Linked DNA regions of Mus musculus: all the other regions are linked to region 1. A link is a contact called in public HiChIP or PLAC-seq, capture Hi-C and promoter capture Hi-C data. All regions are on one chromosome and are shown on one strand. Each heading gives the region's core, a stretch centred on a gene start, on an enhancer-like site or on the middle of the called end of the contact. The rest is flanking DNA. Distances are from core to core; before and after follow the strand shown.

Evidence for each region. Promoter capture Hi-C pulls out the DNA fragments that hold promoters and counts their contacts. HiChIP or PLAC-seq counts read pairs in DNA pulled down with a chosen protein or histone mark. Capture Hi-C pulls out chosen DNA fragments and counts their contacts.
Region 2: a promoter capture Hi-C map of embryonic stem cells shows a contact between it and region 1, with 4 times the contacts expected there. The contact joins the enhancer-like site here to the promoter of Gpat3 in region 1. A contact is called at or near these places in 5 of 39 promoter capture datasets (the 3T3-L1 cell line, embryonic stem cells and hippocampal neurons) and 4 of 115 datasets of contacts at active chromatin or transcription factors (craniofacial prominence, embryonic stem cells and large pre-B cells).
Region 3: a capture Hi-C map of embryonic stem cells shows a contact between it and region 1, with 4 times the contacts expected there. The contact joins the promoter of Cds1 here to the promoter of Gpat3 in region 1. A contact is called at or near these places in 11 of 39 promoter capture datasets (the 3T3-L1 cell line, 3T3-L1-derived adipocytes, the HPC-7 cell line and 7 more), 1 of 484 Hi-C or Micro-C datasets (embryonic stem cells), 5 of 115 datasets of contacts at active chromatin or transcription factors (SST interneurons, embryonic hindbrain, embryonic midbrain and 2 more) and 2 of 9 other capture datasets (adipose tissue and embryonic stem cells).
Region 4: a promoter capture Hi-C map of embryonic stem cells shows a contact between it and region 1, with 6 times the contacts expected there. The contact joins the enhancer-like site here to the promoter of Gpat3 in region 1. A contact is called at or near these places in 11 of 39 promoter capture datasets (the 3T3-L1 cell line, 3T3-L1-derived adipocytes, the HPC-7 cell line and 7 more) and 5 of 115 datasets of contacts at active chromatin or transcription factors (embryonic forebrain, embryonic midbrain, embryonic stem cells and 1 more).
Region 5: an H3K27ac HiChIP or PLAC-seq map of embryonic stem cells shows a contact between it and region 1, with 7 times the contacts expected there. The contact joins the promoter of 9430085M18Rik here to the promoter of Gpat3 in region 1. A contact is called at or near these places in 14 of 39 promoter capture datasets (the 3T3-L1 cell line, cranial neural crest, embryonic stem cells and 6 more), 2 of 484 Hi-C or Micro-C datasets (the AML12 cell line and cortical neurons), 8 of 115 datasets of contacts at active chromatin or transcription factors (craniofacial prominence, embryonic forebrain, embryonic stem cells and 4 more) and 2 of 9 other capture datasets (embryonic stem cells and pancreatic islet).

The regions. Positions count from the first base shown.
Region 1 is chr5:100,844,927-100,847,602 of GRCm38.p6, reverse strand. It overlaps Gpat3 (glycerol-3-phosphate acyltransferase 3), which reads right to left and starts at 1,374. Exons shown (of 13, transcript NM_172715.3): 1 at 1,242-1,374; 2 at 655-948. The coding sequence starts at 795. It overlaps Gm46917 (a long non-coding RNA gene), which reads right to left and starts at 44. Exons shown (of 2, transcript XR_001784903.1): 1 at 1-44. It also overlaps a transcript of Abraxas1 not described here.
Region 2 is chr5:101,820,847-101,823,522 of GRCm38.p6, reverse strand. It overlaps Cds1 (CDP-diacylglycerol synthase 1), which reads right to left. Exons shown (of 13, transcript NM_173370.3): 13 at 1-2,089. The coding sequence ends at 1,960. Among named protein-coding and RNA genes, the nearest start is that of Gm20548, 4.0 kb to the left of the region's middle. Within about 2 kb of position 1,347, at least 11 of the 459 cell types and tissues checked have an H3K27ac peak or open chromatin away from gene starts, as enhancers often do. A contact at or near this core is called in embryonic stem cells, where this site is marked.
Region 3 is chr5:101,763,795-101,766,470 of GRCm38.p6, reverse strand. It overlaps Cds1 (CDP-diacylglycerol synthase 1), which reads right to left and starts at 1,341. Exons shown (of 13, transcript NM_173370.3): 1 at 982-1,341. The coding sequence starts at 1,098. It overlaps Gm42134, which reads left to right and starts at 1,208. Exons shown (of 6, transcript XR_880489.2): 1 at 1,208-1,501; 2 at 2,599-2,663.
Region 4 is chr5:101,740,564-101,743,239 of GRCm38.p6, reverse strand. Gm42134 reads left to right here. Exons shown (of 6, transcript XR_880489.2): 3 at 514-728. All of the region lies in intron 2 of 9430085M18Rik (a long non-coding RNA gene), which reads right to left. Among named protein-coding and RNA genes, the nearest start is that of Cds1, 23 kb to the left of the region's middle. Within about 2 kb of position 1,294, at least 17 of the 459 cell types and tissues checked have an H3K27ac peak or open chromatin away from gene starts, as enhancers often do. A contact at or near this core is called in embryonic stem cells, where this site is marked.
Region 5 is chr5:101,702,225-101,704,900 of GRCm38.p6, reverse strand. It overlaps 9430085M18Rik (a long non-coding RNA gene), which reads right to left and starts at 1,352. Exons shown (of 3, transcript XR_001785073.2): 1 at 791-1,352.

The sequences.
Region 1 (2,676 bases), core at 125-2,624:
TCTTCAGCCGGGCACTCGGGAGGCTCGGGAGGCAGAGAGGCAGGCAGATTTCTGAGTTCGAGACCAGCCTGGTCTACAGAGTGAGTTCCAGGACAACCAGGGCTACACAGAGAAACCCTGTCCAGAAAAACCAAAAAAAAAAAAAAAAAAAAAAAAAAAAAAAAAAAAAATCAGATTCTTCTCTGCCACCCAGCCATTTGGTGTCTTATATTGGGCACCAAGTGGAACAGGATGCCTCTGTAGTCACAAAAGGACCTCTGAAACCTGGGGCTGTAAAAACTCAAGAGTGAAGTGACAGCCCGAGAGGCATAGTGGGTAATAAACCTGCTGATACAGCAAACGGCTGTCCTGGGGTTAATCTAGTAAGAAAAAAAAAAAAAAAAAAAAAAAAATAGTAGTGAAGAAGAAATACAGATAGAGGGATTCTTGTGAGGTGGGCTACTGTTCTTGACTGGTATCAGGCTGTCTTTCTCACTACAGCAGACCAGAAACTGAAATATTCTCTCGGGTCCCCGTTCCATCTCCACCCCGACCTCCCACCACTGACTGACCCCCTTGCCCAAATTGCTTTCACAGTTCAAAGCTCAACCCCTGCCACTCCAAGATCCGAAGTCCTCAGAGCAGCGGGAGCTCCACATCCTTTCCTGCACTCACCTCCAAGGTTTTCACCAGGATCTTCATGTAGATCTCCGAGATACCCAGGGATAATCCGAAGGCCGAGGGTAAAAGGATGAGGCCGCCCACCAGCGTCAGCCAGGTGGACAGGAGCTTCACCGCCAGGTCTGCGCCCTCCATGTCTCAGCACGCCCTCAGGAAGAGGTCCCCAGGAAAGCCGAGAGCGGTAGGTGTCAGAGTCCCAGGCAGTCCAGCCGCAGTTCGGAAAACACAGCGTCCAGCCCGGAGCCGGGCTCTGAGGAGTCTTTGCCGCCCGCCTCGTTCCCTTCAGCTCTGCGGAGCGAAGAGGAAAGGGAAGGCGAGAACTCTCAGAACTACTGCGATCTCCTTGCTTCCTCCCCTTGGGTCCCGGTTGGCCCCGCAAGCTCACTCTCTACTGGAGGCCCAGGCCAAGCTGTAGCCACGGCAGCCGGCTCAGACCTGAGTGTCTCTGGCGAGAAGACCCAGCTGGGTGACCTACGGGACACCCTAGTGCAGTCAGAGTGCATGGAGGCAGCCAGGAACGCGCCCCACCCCGGGCCTGATTTCCTCCGGGTAACGATTGCGACAACCCCGCGGTGACTCACCGAGGCCCTCCGGCAGCGAGGATCCCCGCAGGTTCCCTGCACCTCGGCGTGGGCTGCGGGCTATGCGGGTAGCCAGTGGCTTTCGGGCGCCGGGCTCCCTTTTTCTACACTCTACCCTTGCCCCACCCCCATCGCCACCCAACAGGGAGCTCCGGGGCATGACCGCGTCTCCCGGGCGCTGCTGCCTAGAGAGCCGCCGCCCTCCGCCCCGCCCCCCCGCACTCCCAGCAAAGGTTCTTTCGGTAGCAGACTTTCCATCTTCACCCACAGAACGGACCGCTGACGTCCCCGATCGCTGCGGAAGATCTTGTTTGTGAGCCTGCAACACGACCTCCTGGGAAGGGCTTTCGGGAGGAGGAAACTACTGAACAAGGGTGAGGCAGTCGCGCACCGTGGCTCGTGGCTCTCTCTTACCTCCTTCCTAGCTGCAGTCAGGGAAAGAAAGCTCGCCCGCTTTCTCTCTCTCCACAAGTCGCCTTAGCCACTCTGCCACCACCTCTCTAGCCACAAAATAGACCCAGAAATTCCAAGCGGTTGTGTCGCAGAAGACTGGAATTCCAGCACTTACGCTCGGGAATCTGCGACTGGAGAATTCCGAGGAGATGGGTCTGGGCTGTTTTGAGTTCCAACAGTCAGCTTAAGACTAAATAGGTAGATCCTTTATAGACCTTGCTTTAAAAGGGCAGGCGGACCGGTGAGCGGGCGAGGGGGAGGGGAGGACAGGACACCCTAGAGGCTGTTTGTCACTCCCCTCCCTGGAGGAGATTCCAGTCTAAGCTTCCCTAGCATCCGCCTACACCGACTGCAGAAAACGCTGCGCAAATACTAACCTTCACCTAACTGGCTAAGAGTTTCTCAGGGGTCCACGTCCCACGCCGCTGTGATGAACGGCCTTACTAGAACGAAGAAGGGAAAATCCTGCACGCGTATTCCACTGCAGGACAACCAGTTTTAACAATAAGCGTGAGAAAAGATATTGAGAGCAGCAGTTTGCAAAGCGACTGACTAGGATCCAAACCATCACCGAGTCGGCCCTCAATTCTTAGAAGGACCAAACTCTTACTGTTGACAGTCGGGAGTCAGTTTGGGAGCTGGAAAAAGTGAGAGAGCTAGCAAAATGAACTGAAAGTATTTACAGCAAATATTGCAGAGAAAGCTGCCCTCACCTCCAGAAGGGGTGGAGGAAGAAGGAAGCCGGCCTTAAAGACTGTACAAGTTTGTTCTCTGAGCCTCCTGCCAGGTAGGTGTAAGACACTTTTCCCACTAAGAAGGGGGAAGGGGAGGACAATGAAGTTATGAAGGAAACGGAGCTTACTCTCAAAACAGCTTCTGGGGTCATTGAGGTGGCTCATCAACAAAGTTGCCTGATGCCAGTCAGCTAGGATGACCCGTCAATCTTTGGACACCACCACTACCCCCCCCCCCCCCCCCCGTA
Region 2 (2,676 bases), core at 98-2,597, 980 kb before region 1:
TCAGACAGCAGTTCAAAGGTCGATTTTCCATCGATGGATCTCTGCTGTGGAGGGCCTTCCTGGTTGCCACTCATCCACCACTTCACTCCACTGGATGACGCCTGTTCCAGTGCAAATGGAACGCTGGTCACAGTCGCTCTCACGGTGGTTGTTTGCTATAGTCCACTTTAATGTACACGCTATAAAAAGTAGGCTAAAATGTTCATTACTAGAGTGTTGTTGTTAAAGAACTCGCTTGTTTTTATATGGCATAATGTACACCCAGCTCTAAAAGATCTAATTGAGAAGAGCTTTTATTGTAACCCCAGATAGTCCTAGTTTCATCCTTTGTGTTTAGAATATTGATTTTTAATACGTGTATTAAGTAATGCTTCCATAATTCTGCCTCGCAAGCCATGAGAGCATGGTGGGTAAGGAGAAGCCACCATGTCCTCAACCATCCTTTACCTCTGCAGACAGCCTGTTCCTGGACATGCTCCTACCACAAGGCTTCCCTCCATTTCTTTTGTGCCTGCAACTCATTTATGGTCAACATCTGGGGCGGGGCGGGGGGACACACAAAAGCAGGGGACACTGACATCAGCCACTGAGAGGGGATCTCCTAAGGTGACAGCGCTCCCCTGGCTTGTATGCAGAGGGCGTGGGCTGAATCCAGCGCAGGGTCACCAGTCACCTGGGGGCCAACAATGGTGTTCTCAGGACTGCTACTGATGCCTGTGGGCTCCTCCTCAGAACCCTAGCGCATCCACAGTGGGAAGGAAATATGGGTGATTTCTAACTTAAACAAAATATTTACTCTTTTCATTACCAAACTATCCTCTGCAGCATCTCCATTTCTCCCCCTCCAGGTCGTCTCTGCGGGTGACCGCGACATTTGGTTAAGTATGGCTGCAGAGCACACACAGCAACAGGAGATCCCCTAGTCCACTCACAGGGTCCGGCCCCACCTGCACAGGGGCAAGGTGTGGCATTTGTAGGCTTTCCTGCTTCATGGCTGCTGTTTCTGCTGTACTTTTATTCTTGGGTTCAGGAAGTGCAAGGTGACAGAGGTTAATTACCAGCAGGGGGCTGGCCTGGAGCTGGGTCTTTAGGGAAAACTCTCCTTTCCAGGTGGCTCCCCAGCCACCACCACACACCACTCATCCCTACCATCCCTGGTGAGGTATTTCTGGTGGAGGAGCCTCGTGCTGGGCTCGCCATGCAGGACCCACTCTGAGTCTCTTTTGCATCAGAAATGGATTCTGATAACTTCTTTTTCAACAAATCAACAGTGGTCTAAGCACCAGCCTCTAGCTTCTGATTTTGAAACTCCTTAACACCAGGGCGTTAACACTTGGCAGATGACTGCTACTCTGAAAGTAGGCGGCCCAGCCAAGGCGGAGCCCAAGAGTGGGGCACCTGCCTGGTGTGGACCGGACCCTGGGTTCTAGCCCAGTACCATGAACAAACAAACAAAAAGAAGAGAGAGAAAAGTGGACAATCGCTCTTTTTCTTTCTTTTTAATCTAACTCAGCCCTTCAGAAATGCTTGAGATCATTAGAGGAGGAAACCCCGAGACCTCGATTCCCAAGGTGCCTCCAGTGCATTCAGCTATGGCTACGCCAGGGCAGCACCAGGGCAAAGGTCAACACCCTACGAGGGCCTCAGTTGATAGTGTTTGACTCTTTAAAACGCAAGTCTACCTAAATCATGGAACCTGGCCAGTGAGGGCAGAGAACTTAACATTGGAAAATACATTTTAGAAAAGTACAGGATCTTTCACGGGTGGGCGACTGCTGCACTCACCTTAGACCACGTGTTTGTTAAATATTCACAGTAATTGTAAATTCAGAAAAAGAAACCTTTGTATCTGCAAAGCCTGCATCTACTGAGTTTTAGCCCCAGGCTGGCTCAGTGCACGGCTCCAGTCAGAGCTGGTCTGTGAGCTCCTCCTCAGCAGCCCGTCGTCCTCAAGGGCAGCTACACCTTCAAGGTGGGCTGCAGGATCCCTTTCTCGGTGAGATGAATCTTCAGGGTTCTGTAGATATTTAACTGCTGTTCTGGTTGAAGCACTAACAGCTGCTGGAGCACTTTGCTGGGATTCGGACCCCTGGTGATGAAGCAGAGAAGACCCGTTCACACACTGTTCACACACACCGTTCACACACACCGTTTGCACAGTGAGCACACACTCCCTCCCAAAAACCCAGCTTTAAGCGCTGAGCAGCCACCTTTACAGAAGTGAGACAGCTCTTCACAAGCTCCAGCTGGGCGTGTCCAGTGCTCAAGAGAGGGGAGCAAAGGGCCAGAGCCACTCACTGCACCTTGAGCTGCACGGAGGAAGCAGAGCTGAGGTCCACAGACATTCTCTCAATAGACAACAAACCTTCAGAGCAGCGGACACAGGGCCAACCATAGGAGACATGTGAAAAAACTTAAACTTGTAGCTTCAGAGAGACTTGCAGACCATGTAAGGTACTTTGCTGAAGAAATACCCTTAGGGAACCATGATCGGTCACCTGAGAGACAAAGCGCAAAAGTCCTCCACCAAAGTCCTACCTGGGATGACCACAGGTGCCAGGGTGTTCTTCAAAGTCCTTGGGAGACCAAGAAGCAGGCCAAGCCCTGACCTCCCAGCTCATCTGCTACAGCAGTCCACTCAAGGAAAAGGAGCCAGGGAACAGCTATGTCCCCGCC
Region 3 (2,676 bases), core at 92-2,591, 920 kb before region 1:
AACAGAGAAGTTAGTTCCACTACCAAAAGGCAGAGAACTTGACCTTGGGCAACGCAAGTCCATTTGGGTTGTCTGTCTTTTGTGTCTGTTTGAGCCCCGGGCCAACCTTGAGCTGACTACAAAGCTGAGAATGATCTTGGCAGTCCTTGCCTCCACACCTACCCCCAAGTGCTGGGATGACGGCAGATACCACCACACTACATTCCACAAAACAGAAATCCAAGAATGATTCAAAAGTTTTGAGTCTCTCAAGCGAAGAGGAATTCTGTAAGCAAACTCGTATAGCAAATCTATTCTCTGGCCCAATTTCATAATCTACCAAGCTCATGCAGCCATAAAACTTTTATTATTTTTCCTCCTAAGTTCTTACTGGCACTGGTTTATCAGAAAACACACCTAAACGTTTGACTCTTCCTAGCTTCAATTATAATAGTGACCGTACATATCCGCATATTTTAAAATATGAAGCAAAGTTCATCTATTTTAAAGCGGGGGAGGAGTGGCGTGCTAAAAGTCTGGAATTAGCCTGTTCGGTTAAATGAAATCCACCGATGGGACAACTGCCTGGTTTGAGGCGCACTTACATGTTCCCCATATATGACAGCCTCAACCCTCCGAAATCTATCAGCCAGAAAAAAAGAACAGAGAAACGAAAGCGCAGCTTGGAGGAGCTCCAGAAGCCGGTCTGCGCCAGGCTCCAATGACAGGCTAGGACCCAAGGTGCCCGTCTTAAGTTTACTCCCAACTTTGTCGCCCTACCAAGGAAAGGCGAGAGAGGTGACAGCCACTAGACAGCCAGAGCGCCTGCGGGGACGGGTTCCATCCTGACCCCAGAACCAGGAGATCCGGGAAAGAAGCTAGAGTGCAGTCCGGTTCCGGAACGGCGGCCCGGCCGCGCACGCCCCGGGACAGAGGACGAGCAGGACCCCCCACGACACGCCCGCTCCAGGGGCGCGGCCCGGCCCCGCCGCACTCACTCACTTTGTCGCTGGTGCTCTCGGTTTCGTGGTCACCGCCGGCCGCCTCTCCCTCGCGGGGTGGCGGCGCCCCCGCTCCCCCAGGGCCGGGGCAGCCCCCGCGGTGCCGCAGCTCCAGCATGTCCCGCTCCCGCGTCGCTGGGCTGGCGTCGTCTAGCGCCCCGCCACCGCGGAGCCGCGCCGGGTCACCCCCAGAACGGCATCAACGAGCGAGCGCTCGAGGCCGCCGGCAGGGTGTGCGGACCGGCGCGGGCGGGGACGCGGCGCCGTTGCCAGGTGCGCCGTTCCACGCACTGGCCCCAGGGGGCGGAGGAGCAGCACGGCCCTCCCTCGCGCCTCGCGACCGCGCCACCCGGCCCGCCCCACCTTCCCGCCGCCGAGCTCCCGCAGCGCGGTCACGCGCCGCAGGCCCCGCCCCGCTCGCCCCTCCGCGCTGCACTGCGGTGCCCGAGGCCCCGCCCCGGGCGATGACGTCAATGCTCGGGCCCTGCCCCGGCTCCCTGGGCAGGTGGGGGCACGGAAAGGTACGCGAACGGCCGAGGACGAGGGACGAGCCAGGGACGGAGGAACGCGGGGGCGAGCCTGGGCGCCGCCGGGAAGTCCTCCTTGGCGCAGGGATGTCAGGCGGAGTTCAACTGACTCCTCCAAGGGACTCGGCCCTGCTTGACACGCCGCAGCGTGGCGGAGCGTCGCAGGCGTCCCCAAGCAGAAACTTGCTGGGCAGGACAGACCCGTTGGCTCTGCGTTCCAGCCAGTGCTTAACCTCCCTGGTGCCTGGGGATGAGTTGGCCAACAGTTTCAATATCGTACCCAGGTTCTGTACTGGGGAAACTCGGGGTTTTGAGTCTCTCAGAGAGTTTCTACCATAGGATCCACAGACAGCCTTTGATGCCCTAGGGCGCCGCTGCGGGGTACCTCTCTGAAAGACAAGGACCTTGGGACGCTAAAGGTGGAACAGGATGGACACATGATCTGGTTTAACTCTAGTCTAATCCTGTTAGCAGGTGCTTAGGGGGTTTTTTCACACATATTTGCGAGCTGGTCCTTAAAGGCCAAAGACACACATCCGTAATTCACACAAACCAGACAGAGGAGCACCTTTATTGTAATAAATCAACAATTTATCAGGTCATTACTAAAAATAAGTAATATGTTGTCCTTAAAGCCTCATAACTAACCAGCAAAACCAAACGTCAGAGGAGGATGCAATGAAAAACAGTAGACTCAGGTAGAGAGACACTTGCAGCCAAAACTGATAACCGGAATTCAATCCCCAACATGATGGACATAGAGAACTGCCTCCAGAAAGCTGTCCTCTGATCTCCACGCTGACACCCACACATATAAATAGATAAATATCATTTAAAACTAATGGAAGATATGAGATGGACGTGGTGTGGGTTTTCCATAAGGAACGGAAGACTGCTAGTAATTAGGTCAATTGATCTACATTGTTTTGGAGGGCCAGAGAAAAAGTACTTCTGGATACAAAGATAAAATGACCGTGGGGGTGGGGGGTGGGGGAGTAAGGGGTGGGGACCACAGAGGCTGGAATGGGTTGGCTCTGGCTGTTGATCCTACCCAGCAGAAAGGACCAGAGTTCCTTTCAACTTTCTTCCAGGAAGTTGAGGAGCCAGTGTTCTAACCCCCGTGGTGCCAATTATCTCCATGGCCTCTAGTAAGCAGGTAAGCCTATGTC
Region 4 (2,676 bases), core at 45-2,544, 900 kb before region 1:
CCAGGGACTAAACCACCAACCAAGGAATACACATGGAGGAACCCATGGCTCCAGCCGCATATGTAGTGGAGGATGGTCTTGTTGGATATTAATAGGAGGGGAGGCCCTTGGTCCTGTGAAGGCTTGATGCCCTAGAGTAGAGGAATGCGAGGGTGGGGAGATGGAAGTAGGTGGGTGGGTGGGATCACCCTCATAGAAGCTGGGGGAGGGTACATGGGATAGGGGTTTCTGGGGAGGGGAAATCAGAAAAGGGGAAAACATTTGAAATGTAAATAAAATGTACAATAATAATAATAATCAAAAGAACAGTGACGTGGTGTTTACTTGGGCAGCCTACTGTCTGGTGGCACCATGGCTGGAGAAGGGACTACAGGAGGGGAGACAGGACTAATGGAAGACTGGCAAGAGTATCTAGGCATCTGGAGAGGTACCTGCAAGGCATCAAGTAGTACTTCGTATACAGTGTCTTTAATCCACAGACTTACAGATTTTCCTGTTGATTTTCTGGATAAGGGCACGGAGAGTCACTTGAACAAGCTCAGACAAGAATCAGCAAGGAATAGCATCTGCAGCTGTACCTCGGCCTGTCTGCTCTGCTCCATGCGTCGATATCCGCATATGGCAAGTCGTAGGGAACTTTGCTGCCTATGAAGCAAGTGGTGACAGGAACCTGGACTTACTGGTTTTAAGAACTGGAATATTCACTTGGAAACCACTGCAAACAACAGGTATAAGAGAAATGTTGAGAAGGAGAAAAGTTAGAGGAGTTGCTTCTATGAAGGAATGTGTGAGCATTAGCTATACGTTATCTTCCATCAGAAACGCCAGGTGTTTTGATGATCTAATGTGCTTGGAGGAGTTATAATGGCAATTAGACACATACAAAGGTAGAGCTTTTGCCTTGCTTGGGCAAGGTCCTAGACCCAACCCCTGTGCTGCCCAAACATACGGCAGTTAGAACATCTACAACAAGCCAGCTAAGGGAATTTCATTCCAGATGCAGTACGAAATCTACAGGACTTTCATAAGAATTAGCTAGGATTGTGACACTATCTGTTGGCTCCAGGCCTGTTCCTGAGCACAGTAGCTTACTCAAGGGAACAATTCAATATTTATTTTTACAGTACTAAGTACTGTTGTTCTTACTATTGGATTTTTTTTTTTTTTTTGTGGTTCTGAGACTCAAATCCAAGGCTATGTGCACAGTAGGCAATCATTCTGCTACCGAGCTGCACACCCTGCCCCGTCCAATCTTGCTTCATCTCTTTTACATTGTAAGAGCTATCTTATGACTATAATTTAAATGAATCATAATTGAATAACCGGTAACTCTAAAATGGTTCTAGGGATATTTACTCTTGTACAACTATTACTTTAGTGTGTGTGTGTGTGTGTGTGTGTGTGTGTGTGTGTGTTAGGGTGCAGCAGAACAAACCAGGTTGAGCACAACACGCAGGGTTTTGCCCTATGTGCCTGAAATAATGGGTTTCCCCTTGGCTTAGAGACATAGGGCAGGCAGTGGGAGCAACAGCCTACTACAGAGCTGTACATCTGAATCGTGTCTGTCCTCACGTGCGCAGTGGTCAGGAACGTGGAGGAGAACTCCTGAGGAAAAGCCCTACCCACAGAGCTGATGAACTAATTTAGAGCTTCAGCGGTGGGAAGAAGATGGAATATTGCAGGCAGAGAGTGCAGTTAAAACTTATCTTGGACTCTCTTTGTCTTATTAAATAATTATTTCCTTGCCCAGCTCTGTGTCAGATCTAACATCACAACAGAAAGGAACCCCTAAGCTCTTCTGGAATGTATTCACTAAACACAGCCCTAGTTTTCCACCAGTCAGAGGGCTAACAGTGAGTCAGATGGCAGCCCAGGCCTGTAGCAGAGCTCTTGCGCTAACTTACCTACCTGACGTATCCATTAACATATGGGAAAAGTGGCTTGATTTGTGACTTCTCTCTGGAGTCTTACTATAAAAAGTTCATAAAATTGCGACTTCATTGAAATTCTGAACTTGGGGTAACCTGAATCTGTGTTCCCGAGTTGTGGTCACTCGCATTTGGTTCGAGAATAAAATATCTCTTGTTCCCTTTTAGGTAAGAGCTGTTCTTTGTGTCAAGGGGAAATATGAGACTACGGAATTCAGTTTGTGGATCTGGGCAATGGGGCGTGGCCCCGAAGTCTCAGGCTCCGCTAACGGGCCCCAGAGAGGGGAGGAGAGTCGTTTTTCACAACAGTGTCAGTGAAGCAAACCAAAACTTTGAGCTCAGTATCTACTGGGGAATAAATGTGTTTGTCAAGAGCGAGGGAACTGAAAAGAACTGTTTTCAGAGATTTAGTCCATTGTCATGGCGGGGAGCAAGGTGACATGCAGACGGACGTGGTGCTAGAAGAGCTGAGAGCTCTGCATCCAGATTGGCAGGCAGCAGGAAGGAAAGAGAGCCACTGGGCCTGTCTTGGGCCCTTGAAACTTCAACAACACCCCCAGTGACACACTTCCTCCGACAAGGCCACACCCACTCCGACAAGGCCACACCTCCTATTTTCCCTTATATAGTACCATTCCCTAATGACCAAGCATTCAAATCTATGAGCATTGCAGGGCCGGTCCTAAGACAGGCTCTCAGTAGGTTTGGTCTCCAACTTGCAATCCTCCTATCTCAGCCCCCAGTGAGT
Region 5 (2,676 bases), core at 103-2,602, 860 kb before region 1:
ATACATTAACTAAATAAATAAATCTTAAACAACAACAACAAACAACACCCACACTGTTGCCTGCCATCCCAGCACTCAGGAGGCTGAAGCAGGAGGATCATGAGATTGTAGCTAGTCTGGGCTACATAGCTAGCCTGTCACTTGAAAACCACAGACACTCCAAAACTACCATCCATCTTCCCTTCACCTGTCTCTCCTTTTGGAAGCAAGATCTAGAGTCTGCTGTGGCTAAAAGCGCCTGCACTCACTTGGGCCTGTAGGTGCCTGGTGCATTGCAGAGGGCAGAAGCAGACGTGGCCATATACTGTGACTCTCTTGTTCTGAAACATTTTCCCCTTCAGTCACCTAGAATTCTAGGTGGATAGACAAACACCTTGTACAAGAGTTGACAGTGTGTCCAGGCAACTGCAACTTCCTTACTGTGCTTTTACTAATCCCTAGACAAGGATCAGCCAGACCAGAGTGTAACCAAGACTGACCAATGGCATGTGTTTCCTCTGATTCCTGGATAATTTTCCTTGCCTGGATAATTCGGGGGCTCTTGACTGCCCCGCTGAACAGCACTGACAGGAGCAGCTGCCCTTCCTTCCTGCTGTGGTTTTACTGACTAAATGTCCTTTCCTGGTTTTCACACCTACTTTCTCTGGGTTTGGAGGTGAGTGGCTGGACCCAATATGTTGGAATACCCAGTGTCAGGGCCCTGACCAAGGATTGCAGTAGTATTTATACACATGTACACACACACACATATGCACACGCGCACCCTCCCACCCATCCCCCAGGAACACACCTCTCCTACCCTGGAATGTCACACGGTAACAATGGCAACGCAGGAAGAGGAAGGAACCTGGAGAACGCTCTCCTCAGTGCCCTAGTTCGTCACAGACGGGTCCTTGCAGCGTCATCTCTGGACATTCTGAGGAGTGGTATGCTAGAGGAAGGAGGGACCTCAGGGGCAACCAGCTTCTAGGTAGCAGAAGGGATCAAATTCTCAAACCGTTAGTGTGAGAGAGCAACACAAACTTCTGCTGTGAGGTGGATCTCACCACAGGCCCAGGCTGAGCGTGACCTAGGGCTGGTGCCTCTGAAGCAGGAGACAGCACAAGGTTTTCCACATTTCCTCGGGTATTTTGTTGCGGTGACGACAGATGGACTCACACCTCCGCTTTATCCTGTCGCTTTACTATTTGTTCGCCCTGTATTTCTGTGACCTGCTTACAGTTATATTTTCTTTCAGACTTTAACAGCTACCACCTCAGCCAGTTCAGGTGCAGTGTTTAGTGGCGGTCATGGCTTCCACGCCACCGCCACTGCTGACTCATCAGCTCCTCAGACCCCATGCACGCATGCGCTCACGCCCACGCACGCTCTTTCTGAGCCTTTTAAAGGAAAATACCTCTCTTTTTGCCCCTGTGTACTTTAGTGTATGTTTCTCTCTCTCTCTCTCTCTCTCTCTCTCTCTCTCTCTCTCTCTCTCTCTCTCTCTCTCTCTCTCTCGCTCTCTCTCTCACTCTCCCCCTCCCCTCCCCCTCCCCCTCCCCTCTCCCTCCCCCTCCCCCTCCCCCTCCCCCTCCCCCTCCCCCTCCCTCTCCCTCTCTTACCGGTAATCTAGCCCAATAAATTTACACTGTGCCATACTCTGAAATTGCTCATTCAGATTTCAGTTTTGTCCATTCTCCTAAAAAATGAACTTTCGGCCATTTTATCCTTCCTGGACAGAATCGGGAGAGAAATGTGTATTGCATTAAGTTGTCAAATGCTTATACCTTTAATTTGTATTTCCATGGCCTTTATCTTTTATGATTTGGACAGCTTTTTGGTTTTATTTATGCTTTTGTATGGCTGGGCTTGAATCCTCACTAAACCTTGTGTGATTTAGGCACGTGCTCTGCCGTTGAACTTCGTCTCTGACCCTGATTTGGTTGTGTCGAAGATTACTGTCCCCTCTTTCAATGAGTCAGGGCATTCGTCGTCTGGCTTTTCTGCTTGTCCTTGTGGTCAGCCCGCATTATGAGGAGGGACATGTCTCACGTGAGACTCTTCTGAAGCCTGCACCTGGAGTCATACCAGAACCATCTGCTCCTTGGCTGAGTTACCTGAGCTCAGCAGATCAAGAACTAACCTAGCTTCTCCCTGTGGGATTTTGATTACGGTTGCTTCCCTTGAAGCTATGATGCAAGAGGAGGGAAGAAAACACCAGTCTTGATCAAAAGTTCTCTCTGGGTTAGAATCCATCGGTGTACTTCACGTGATCCAGTCTCTCTGTGATAAAACTGTGGAACCTTCCTTGTGAATGCCAACACTCTTGTTTTTACTAATGTGCCCCTAGCAGTCTCCTGCTGGAGAGATCCTGGACTAATATCCCTTTTCTGTCAGTGTGATCAATATCTGGACCAAAGGCAAATTTAGGAGGAGAGCGTTGCTGTGCCTTATGACTCCAGAGGGGAGTCCAAGAGGACAAAGAAGGAGGGCTGCTGATCATCACTGTCTATCCACACACAGGAAGGAGGGCAGGAAAGGAGAGAGAGAGAGAGAGAGAGAGAGAGAGAGAGAGAGAGAGAGAGAAGGAGGGCTGCTGATCATCACTGTCTATCCACACATAGGAAGGAGGGAAGGAAAGGAGAGAGAGAAAGAAGGGAGGAGAGGGGAGAGGGAGAAAGAGAGAAAGGAGGGAAG